Linked DNA regions of Danio rerio: region 1 is linked to region 2. Evidence: chromatin contacts called from public Micro-C data. All regions are on one chromosome and are shown on one strand. Each heading gives the region's core, a stretch centred on a gene start, on an enhancer-like site or on the middle of the called end of the contact. The rest is flanking DNA. Distances are from core to core; before and after follow the strand shown.

Region 1 (5,466 bases), core at 1,427-3,926, 150 kb after region 2:
AGAGAAAGCTATTTTTATTATCACAGGGTTGACCCTCCATACATCTTGTTTTGATGTCCTTCAGGGAGGGATCAAGTGTTAGTTAGGGCGTCAGTCCCCCCAAACCCCCCTGTAATTCGCATCCTGTGTCTATTACAAAGGTCTCTGAAATTCTGTTTAATCAGTCACAACATTGAGCATTCAAAATTTGTTGTGATTATAAGCCATCATTTTCTATTGTCACGTGCATGTGTGGACTAAATTATTATTATTATATTTTTATATCATATGTCATACTTATTTGAATGGTTTGTGAGCCCAAACTTTGATTTAAAATGTAAACATATTAAATAATTAATTAGGAGATTAAATAAAATGAGATAAAATGTGTGTATATGTTCAGTTTATTTAGCTTGTGTGTGTATTTATAATATACAGTCAAGCTGAAATTATTCATACCCCTTGGCCAGGTGTGGACTTAACCAATAAGTGAGATAAGCAGCCGCTTAGGGGCTTGGGGAATTAGGGACCTCCAACCAATGCAAACTACGCACAGAAATGAAATCCAACCTGTTAAAGGACTAGAACCGGTGACAATCTTGCTGTGAGGCGACAGTGCTAACCACTGGGCCACCATGCCGCCCTATGGAGGGAAAGTTGAAGAGGTAGGGGTGGAAGGGGGGATTCTTCAAATCGAAGATGACTGTAGTGAGAAACCCTGGCTCTTTATAATGGCTATTTATAATTTTAAATGCTAATGCAGAACCAGCCGTGTTCAATCATAATCACGTGATCCTCTTGAAATTAGTTTATACATAAACTTCACTTCAGTCATATGTTGTAAAATCGATTTTAAATATTTTCAAAACCAAGGCCCCCATGAATAGTGGAACGTTCCTTCCGTACTGCACATGCACGAAGTGTGAGTGCTTTGATCATAGACAGTGTTGCCAACTTAGCGACTTTTCAGACCCCCCTAAGCGGCAAATTTTCCAAAAAGTGACTAGCTAATGTTTTTAGGTGTTACTGGAGATTTTTAGAGAGTCTTATGTTCTGTACCGTTCCTAACATCACTCTTCACAACGTGCTGAGGGTGATGCTGTCGGCCTCTCCACCGCTTTAGAGCACTCAAAGGCGGCACGGTGCCACACAGCCATCTCTCACACCTGCAGCATTGAGAGCAGATCATTCATCTGCATGCCGACGGCTAATATTTTAGCAGTAGAAACGTGAGGTATTTCCCTGGTACAGTTAAACCCATCTGCTTCTCCACTGTTTTACATGTAATCATTTAAATTGACTGCTTATTATTATCTTGTAGTTGTTCACAATCACAGAGATTTTAGTGACACCAGTTTGCTAGCGATTAGAGAAGAGGCAGACAGAGTGTTCAAGAGTGAGAATATTGAGAACATTTGGGGAAAAAAGTATAAATACGACAACTTCCTCCACGATCCTGCTGTCTGGCCAAAACAGCTCAGATGATGAGTGTTGTGAGCTTAAGAAAGAGGGCCTGTTCACATCACATTCTCCAGTGAAACGGCCACCGATTCAAAAACAGCAATTATTCAGTTCATATGATAACGGGTGCAAAGTTTAGTTTGATGAATTGTAAATTCCACTTGTTTAAATGTTAGTTTACTATTATTACTATTAAAATCTAATCACAACAATAGCCAATTAACTGTACATCGGGGTGCCTAAACTCAGTCCTGTAGGTTAGTTCCAACCCTGATCAGACACATCTGAGCTAGCTAATCAAGCTGACTCAACATCTGTGCTGGTGTGTCGAGACAAGTTGGAGCTAAAATCTGCAGGACACCGGCCCTCCAGGACTGAGTTTGGACACCCCTGCTGTACATAGTTTGTGAACTTGTTTTTTTTTTGTTTGCTTTTAATTTTACATTAGAAAGAGAATGGTTCATTTAAATATTAAAATATACAAAATATGCTTTTTAACATGCAGTTTTTTTTTTTTTTAATTGCTAGGGCCCCATACCTGGAATTGCTTTGGGCCCCAAAATCACCAAGTCAGCCCCTGTTTATGGGAATCTCATTTTATTTATATGAAAATATGAATAAATCCTATTTTTTCCTCAGAGTATCATTTAAAGGGAAGGGGTTGCTATGATTTTATGTCTTTTTAATTAAAATAGTAGTTCACAATTTAATGTAATACTTTTTTTTAGAATAGATGATTCTTAATTGCAAGTATTTCATGGCAAAAAAACAAACAAAAACTTTCATATGCAGCTCCTTGTAAATCAGGCCCTAAGCCAAAGAAAAATAAGTAAAATCAATGAATGTTTGAACGTTGATTTCTCAATAAATCATACCAATCTCATGTCTTGCCAGAAATGTTGTAGTTTTTTACCGGCCAGTCATCTGCCATATGATTTCACAGGTACCTAAAGCAGGAGTCTCCAGAGGAATGGACGCTCCAGAGACTAGCAGAGGGTTTCTCTGTCAGCCCTGATGTCATTTCCAGAGTCTTGCGCAGCACGTTCACCCCACCAGCAGCCCGGAAGCTAAAGCAGGATGCTAAAGTCTCCCCCAGCAGTGGACCACAGTATCTCAAAGACGGCAAAGCTGAACAATCCAGACTTCAGAAGAGCTTGACTCCATCAGTACTGCTCCCCTCTGCAAACACATCTCATTCTGCCCTCAAAACACTGGACACCAAGCAGACTGGACTGACGCCCTCTGCTGGACACATAACATTATCAAAACAGACAGCTGTACTGAATGTGGCACCCGAATACCAGGACAGGCTTGAGTCTAAAGGTGAGATGGATGTGAATGATGATGTAGAGTTTGAGGAGGAGTGGGATGGAGTGATTCTGACTGACGAAGAGCTGGAGAAAATCACACAAACACTTCATGAGAAGCCCAGTCCAGTGGAGCAGAGAGGAAGAGACTTTTTTGATAGTGAAGGTAACTTCCTGTATAGAGTTTGAGACACTTGGAGTTTATGTTTAGAAAATGTTTGTTAAATAAAAATATATCTAAAGGCATAATTCAACCAAAAATAAACATTTCTTCACCATTTACGTAAACTTGAAAGGACACCTATGATTAACATTAGTAAGCTGTTTGGACAGAGCTGTATGTAGGTATATTGTGTCCACAGTCATATTAGAGTGATAGAAACGCAAGTCTCTTTTTAAAAAATATCCTGACAATAAAATAGGACCCATATCACAGTGATTTTGAGGCCCACTGCAACGTGGGTGTGGTTTTCCCTGACCACCGATTGATTGACAGGCATCATGTTTCTACAATAATGTTTATACACGTCCACAGAACATTTTTTTGCAAATAAACTTGGATTAAAATATCTCTGTGATTTTCATAAGTTATATACGTTTAAAAAAAATTTAAAACAGAGTTTGTAATAAAGACAGTTAAATCATTCATTCTTAACCGCTATAATCAACACGGCCACATGGTGTCAGTAAACTTTAATGTGTGTGTAATGCAAATGGCATTTGTGTGAGACTCATCATTTCAGAAATGCTTGAATAAATTCCACCACAAATACATCAAATAAACTTTCTTGGGTGTTTTTGACTTGTGACGTTTTTTCAGCTTCATCCATCACTAACTGCTGTTTATCTGATTTAACCCATGAGAAGCAGACACACATGTCGAAACGGTGGGTGGGGAGAAGCAGCTCATTTGCATTTAAAGCCACAGGCTACTAAAACAGCTACACTGTACTCAGCCACCAAAATAGGCAGGTTCTACAGGCTATAATAAATAATCTGATGGGTATTTTGGGCTGAAACTTCACAGACACATTCTGGAGACAACAAAGGCTCGTCTTACATGATGTTAAAGGGGTAAAATAGGTGCCCTTTAATGAATTTCGTTTTGTTTAACACAAGACATCCTGGAGAATGCTGGAAACCAGCAGACATCGACACCCAGAGTAAAAACAAAAATACGATCAAAGTCAATGGATACTGCTTTATAAAATAAAAATAAAAACAATAATATAAACTCCCAACAGGTTTGAAGGATGGAGAAATTATTATTATTTTCATTTTTTAGTGAACTATCCTTTTCGTAGTAAAGAAATGATTGGTAACATGGTGAAAACTGAATACTTTGCATCTCTGTCACATTTATATGGAGCTGCCAAAGGAAATACAATTTGTTTTACAGGTAATTGCGTTTATTTTTCATAATTGAGACAATTTTTTACACTTTTAAAAAAAATTTATACAGTATATACTCTTATCATAAAAATGTATACAGTATTTATTTTTTATTTCTTGGAAATAAGTTTATTTGTGTAATATAAACTCAGGTTTGTGAGAGAAAGTGTTTGCATCTTCTAAAACCTTTTTTTCCTCACAGAGTTGATGTTTTATATATTGCAAGTTTATTACGCTCATATTTAATTCATTTTCTTATATAAATTGCTTTATTTTTTCCTAACTGCAGAAGAATGGAATTAAAAAACTGACAAATAAGTATAAATTTTGACCACACAAAATCAACAGGACAAATCAATTTATTTCTCAAACTAACAGTTCTTTTCCAAATATACAGAGCAAAGAAAATAACAGATACAAAGTGGGAATTGCTATATATGTACAGAGCTTCACAACTACTATGTACATTGAAGAAGTGTTCCACCTCTCATAAATAACATCAGTGTCACAATAGAATTAACTTCATTTGCATTGCGTCTACTTGTCATATCCAGATTATTTTTATTTTTATTAAGCATGGAGAACAACCTAAACTGTCCAATTTGCAATTAAATGGGAGGAATACAATATTAGAGGCTCATTTACTATTATTCTGTTTTATAAAAAGTAAAAGTACTGAAATATGAACTCATGTTTTTGAACTGTGGTACTTCTTTCCTCTTGTTTTAGAATTATAGATGATGAGATTTACATTTTATTGAAAGGCACAAGCTATGCCTTCATGCTAGGCACTTGAATCAAAACACAAACTAGAATTTTTATACCTCTTAAACATCATATGAGTATTTGCAAAGGAGATTGTCTTCCTCTATGAAAATATGAGACTTTCCATTAGGATTGGTATAGATAAGTAAACAACTGCTAGAAATTTGGCTAGAAATGAAGTGTAGATACTTAAAAGAAAACTCACTGCATCAGACGTTAAACAGGAAGTACAAGCGGAAAGGTGCTAAACTGCTTTCTATTGCATTTGAATCTTGTTAAATGGCATGGTCAAAGAGTTCCGACCACTGGGTCTGTTCTCACTGATGTTTGGAAATAATGAACACATGCTAAATTATTGCGACTAATGGTTTGTCACGCAAACACCTAGTCAAGTGTCAGGCGGTTTAAAAAAGAAAAAAAAAAGTCACACCTTTTCTGCTTAATGACATGGGACTTTCCTGCAGTCAAGAACCACAAAAACAGCACAAACGTCGAGAGCCAAGAAAACTACAAAATTTGATTTGGGCAAAATGTGCAAGGTTGTACACAAACTACAACTCTA
Region 2 (5,609 bases), core at 326-2,825:
GTTAATGAATTCTCCGTTTGTGAGTGTGTGTGAGTGTGTGTTGGGAGGAGACTTCGAAATGTTCCTATAAGGGCCTTGTAGTATCCTTAGCAACCGCTGCATTTTACAACAAGGGGAAAATAATTTAAAGGGACCATTCACATTTAATCTAACATTCTGCTGCATTTAAATGCAACCAAATACTCCATTAAATGACGTATGAACAAGATGCCTCGTTTTGTTCAGGGTGTAGGGCATTATTATTGCTACACTGAAAATAAATGATTCAAAGATGATTCCTTGGATGTTTAAGTTAAGTGGTTGTAAACAATTTGTTTGTTTAAATTTAGCCCAAAAAAATTAAGTTGAACATTACCAAATTTAATTTGTTTAAACTCAACACACAAAATGTTTGCAACTATAATTTTTTCCCAGTGTAGATAGCTACATAGGCAGCACTGCACAAAGCTTTATATAGCCTACCTGTCATTTGCTGGAACAAATATTAAAGGCCTAGTTCATCCAAAAATGAATATTCTGACACTGACATTTACTCACCCTTCACTTGTGCAAAACCTATTTGTGTTTTTCCTTCTTCTGTTGAACACAAAAGAAGATGTTTTGAAGTAGCTGGCATTCCTTGACTTCCATAGGTAACTTTTGTCGGTGGATGACAGCAACCAGCATTCTTCAAAATATCTCTTATTGTGTTCAACAGAAAAATTCAAAAAGGGTGATAACCACCTGAGGGAGAATAAATGATGAGGTACTTTATTTATTTTTGGGTGAACTATTCCTTTAAGAAGGAGGAGTATTCTCCAGAAGCTTCAGAAACATTGGAAAAGTCTGTATTCATGTCAAGCGCGCATATCAAAGGATCAAATTCAATTTGAAAACTTAAAACACTATGTTTGGATTCATCAATCAGGATGAATTTATACCAACCGAAACAAAAAAATGTTCATGTACACATAGCCACTCATGTCACTCCACACCGCTATGACTCTATTGCTTCTATGGGACATAAAATATGAATTCATTTAGGAATATACTGGGTGCTGTTTTCTGTCCATTGAAAATGAGGATTGGAACTGTAAGCTTAAAAGTAGACCAAAAATTATCAGAAAAGCAGTGCAAGTTCCTTTAATATTCTTGAAAGAACAGACATACGTTTGAGAGAAGCCAATAGTAATGCTTGTGTGATGTTTCGGAACTTGATGACCATTTCCATTCACATTCATTGTTAAAACTAATGTCTTAAACACATTTCCTTATGTGTTAATATTCGAAATTAAGTTACAATTGGTTAATGATTTTAAAGTAACCCAAAGGTAACTGTGTGCTGCCATTCAAGACCTAGGAGACATTTTTAAAGCCAGGCTAAACTAATGTGATGTGCATTGAGTCTGCCTTCATCACAGTCAGATGAGAATGTCAAAAGAGCACATTTACTCGCGTCAGCACAAATGCACCGTTTTGTTTGTTGTAGTTGGGTAGTTGTCCAACGTGTGGTAAAAGTACAATAATTTAAGTGTTGCTCCTTGCAATAGCACAAGATTGTCCACAAGATGTCGACGTTTGCTGTTGATTAGTGTGTTGAAGGTGTGTCTCTGTCTCTGAGTTGAACATGCTCTCTCTTTCTCTCACACACACACACCCCTCCTCTGAGCACAGCTGGTGCCTCTCATTATGGCGTACACTCTGATGATTAATGTGAAACATATATTGTTTGTTTTGTTGTTTGCTTGTGGCACTTTTGTTTTTGTGCACTTTACCTTCTCTCCGCAAGGGGCCCCAGAGCTGCACCTCAAGCACAATCACTAGGAGTTTTTATTTTTAAATAAGCCATTTAAAGTTATATCTGTTTTTAGTTAAAATAATCTAAAAGCTATATTTAAATGTGAGCAAAACAAACAAACTAAAAATCTTTTGGCTTTCACAAATTATGAACAATGAGACACGTAGAAAAGAGAAGACAGCATGGCTACCCAATTAAAAATTCCACTGTGGCAGCAGGAATATTAAATTCAACATCAGAGATCTCGTTTCTGACCCCTAGGATGTCCGTAATGGTAGTGCAGGCCAATTATTTCACAAAACTAATTTTGTGTAAATACATGGATACACAAAGCACAAATCCAATATAAAGTTAACTTTAAAGCTAAGAAGCTTAATTATTTTTTTATCTTTTTAAATGTACATATATTAAAAAAAATAAATGAATTGACATTTTATGACTGTACATTAATTCAGATGACAATTAAATACAAAAACAGGCCATGTTAAGTATTTTACTTTGGCAATCAATCTCAAAAAAGAAATGGCTCTAGCTGAATTGCTGTAAAGTTTTACATCAATGTTTTCCTTAACAATATCATAAAAACGTCAACAATATGTAATGTATTTTTTATTTAATGCCATGTCAGCAACTATGGCTATTTTCATGGCAAGAACATTTCAATAATAAATATACAATTAAAAAAAATCAACAAGCAAACGAATACAAGATTAAATAAGATTTTTAGCATTAAAAAATTCTAAAAATTCTACAACTTGGTGTCATTTTGCTAAAAATGTCCTTAAGAGAGTTCAATTCATAAAAAGCCTTCTGGAATCATTAAAAGCAGGGCAGTCCAGTACAATGTGTTTTACTGTAAGCAGAACTGTACAAACATTGGGTAGGATCTTCACCTTTGAGCAAAAAACCATGGGTTATTCTTGTATGTACAATACAAGAAAAAAAATATGTACAATTATGTACAATCTGTTAAAAATCCCTTGATCAAATCTAGCCTTAAAATGTCTTAAAATTCTGCTTTCAACAATATATCTACAATAAAATATACAGTAAATTAATTAACAGAGAAAAAAGCACAAAAATAACCTCTTGTAGGGCTATCACTTAAAACATTTTAGGGCATACATTCTTCAGTTCAGTTTATGTTTAATGCCTCATTCACACTCGCTCTGCGTGGCTAACTGCTGTAAATGCAGGTCTGTGTAGGTTCACAGAATGGGAAATACAACCAGCCTCTGAGCGAGCTGGGAGGATCACGTGAGCTCTATTGGTGCCCCTTATTGGCTGTTGCTCAAGAAAGTCGCTCACTCTCTATTGAAATGAACAGTCACTTGTCACTTTGCCGCTGCGAGTCACTCGTAGTGTGAATGAGGCTTAACACAACAATTTAAATAAAATTACTATTCTTATTTTAGTTTACAGGAATCGTTTTGACGACGTTATCTACAAAGGTATAACTTAAGTTTTTTTTTTAACATACCCTAAAACTTTTATCAGATGCATTAGCACAAAGCCAAGCACAACGTTCAGTCGTAGATTAACATAGCATTATCTGAACATGCATTAACAAACATAATACAAGCATTAAAATGCTATGACTTTTAGACTGGGCGGTAATACTCATTAAGTCACTTTACACTACTCTAATACGATAAGCACATGCCTCTCTGTTTGTGGCAGTAATAGATCACAGTTGTACATCCTGCTGTGATGACATGCAGCAGTAACTCATCAATAGATAATTACAAATGCTTCACTACAATCTTTATAGCTATAGCTCAGACTGAAGCGGAGGTTAATCCGCTAAAAGTGTCGAAGCAGACAATCTGGAACCATGTGGCACATCTTTTTAAAGCACTAGCAACTGTACTTTTACTTTGCCCTGAAAACTGCAGCTCTGAGACCTCTTCAAATGTTGATTTTAGCATAAACGTTGAGCCATATTTTAGTCGATTGCAACTATTGAAATGTACAACAAGCATCTCTTCCTTTTTCTAAGAGGTGCCGGAGGCCATAATGTTTGTGAGCAAAATGCTATAACTGTATATTTATGTACAATGTGATTGGGAATATTATATCTGTAAATATCGATGTACATTTTGTTAAACAGGTGGTAAGAAATTTATGAAAGGCAAACAGGTGAATTCTTGTAACACTGATGTGTATGATATTGTTGTACAGTTAAAGCGTAGAATATTGAACTATTTTGTACATTGTGTAATAGTGTACGTGTTGTGTATGGGGGTAGTGTCTGTTGTAACAAGTGTGTGTGTGCGTGTGTATGTAAAAAAAAGCTGTTTTATTTTTGCTATTTTGATGTTGTGAGTCCCTGACCTCCTCCGATTCACCTCCAGCTGTGAGTTTTGGTTCCTCTGTGAACACGGCTCACTTATTTGTGTGTTCACGCCGCAAAGATTGTTGATTAGCGCACTGAACTGAAGTTTTCTTTCACGCTTTTAATGTAAACGTCGGTTTCAATTTGATGTAAACGTCAGCTTACCATACAGACCGCACCTTCTGTACGCTCCTCTGGCCTTAGTATCTGCAATATTATTGTTTGCTGCTTCTGAGTTTCGTCTAAAGTCAAAACGTTCACTTTTCATGTTTGATTTGCCTATATTCAGCGCAATCATTTTTAGTAGTGTTAACTGACTGTAACGCACACACTTAGCTGGGACATTTCCACTCTTTGTGTCTCTATTGTATACGAGCACCGAGGAGGAAAAGTCAAAAATAGAGTACTTTGCACTCTGGAAGTGCTATTTTAATCATTAGAAATATACTTGATGTGAATGTAAATGTATTTTTAACCCCCCAAAGTACTGTAACGATCATCTGCAAGTAATTTAGTAAGAAGGACACTGATGAAACGTGGACTATTACTACCCCCCCTACTACACTTGTGTGCTGTACTAGTCTTAGATTTATAAGCAATATTTCTGCAGGCTTTTCGTTTGAACGCTGGTCAGACAGTCCGTGAGGCCACAGGAACCGCTGTTACTCTGAGAGTAGTGGCGCCGGAGGGCTTCACTGCTCAAGAAGAGCAATGCTCTTGAAACTTTAGTCAAACCCTATTCTGTTGGGTGATAGCACATTCAGATCACTAGCCACAGTATGCTGTTAGCTATACATGGACTATCTTAATGTCTCTTAGTCAATGTCATTGATATTGTACAGTATTTCCAATTCACTTGGGAAATCGCAAAGTTATGAATATTGAATATGGACCATCACAAAGCTGAACAATAAAATGTTGGTTCTCACGCTCATATGTGTGTCTGATTTGTTCTTTGACTTAAATTACCTACATTTAAAATGATTATGAGAGGGTAGAACATGCCTGAGCCAACCTGACTTCACCAAGTAGGACATGTTTCTGAATTAACATCTATGTTGAACCTGGAACAACATTCCAATTAGCCAATTATTATTTAAGGAATTAAGGGATACATTTATGGTTTATGTTAAGGTTAGGTTTACAGTTTTATGCACTTCTACACGATTGTTATCCAACTATTATTCCCCTCTGATTTTGAGAATAATTTATAGTTATAGTTGGGTTTAGGAGTAGGGAATAGGTATGGATAATATTTTTGAACAAAAATGATGTTCCAGGATCAACATAGATGTCAATCCAGGATTGTATCATACTTGGCAAAATCATGACATGTGTGTTGAACAGTGGCCAGATCCACTCACAGACTGAGAAGGTTTCTACCACAATTTGGAGAAGCAATAAAGAAAGAGCCTTTCAAATATAATTTAAGAATGAAACTGATACACTGACAATATGAACAGTACATGAAAGCTGAAAACACAAACTAAATTAGTT

Evidence for each region. Hi-C and Micro-C count contacts between places; a contact is called where the count stands out from the background.
Region 1: a contact with region 2 is called in a Micro-C map of caudal fin, with 3 times the contacts expected there. The contact joins two enhancer-like sites. A contact is called at or near these places in 2 of 18 Hi-C or Micro-C datasets (caudal fin and embryo).

The regions. Positions count from the first base shown.
Region 1 is chr8:26,933,780-26,939,245 of GRCz12tu, forward strand. ngrn (neugrin, neurite outgrowth associated) reads left to right here. Exons shown (of 4, transcript NM_001045253.1): 4 at 2,384-3,526. The coding sequence ends at 2,936. sort1b (sortilin 1b) reads right to left here. Exons shown (of 20, transcript NM_001126465.1): 20 at 4,481-5,466. Among named protein-coding and RNA genes, the nearest start is that of ngrn, 5.4 kb to the left of the region's middle. Within about 2 kb of position 2,677, at least 4 of the 62 cell types and tissues checked have an H3K27ac peak or open chromatin away from gene starts, as enhancers often do.
Region 2 is chr8:26,789,061-26,794,669 of GRCz12tu, forward strand. No RefSeq gene overlaps it. Among named protein-coding and RNA genes, the nearest start is that of slc6a17, 41 kb to the left of the region's middle. Within about 2 kb of position 1,576, at least 13 of the 62 cell types and tissues checked have an H3K27ac peak or open chromatin away from gene starts, as enhancers often do.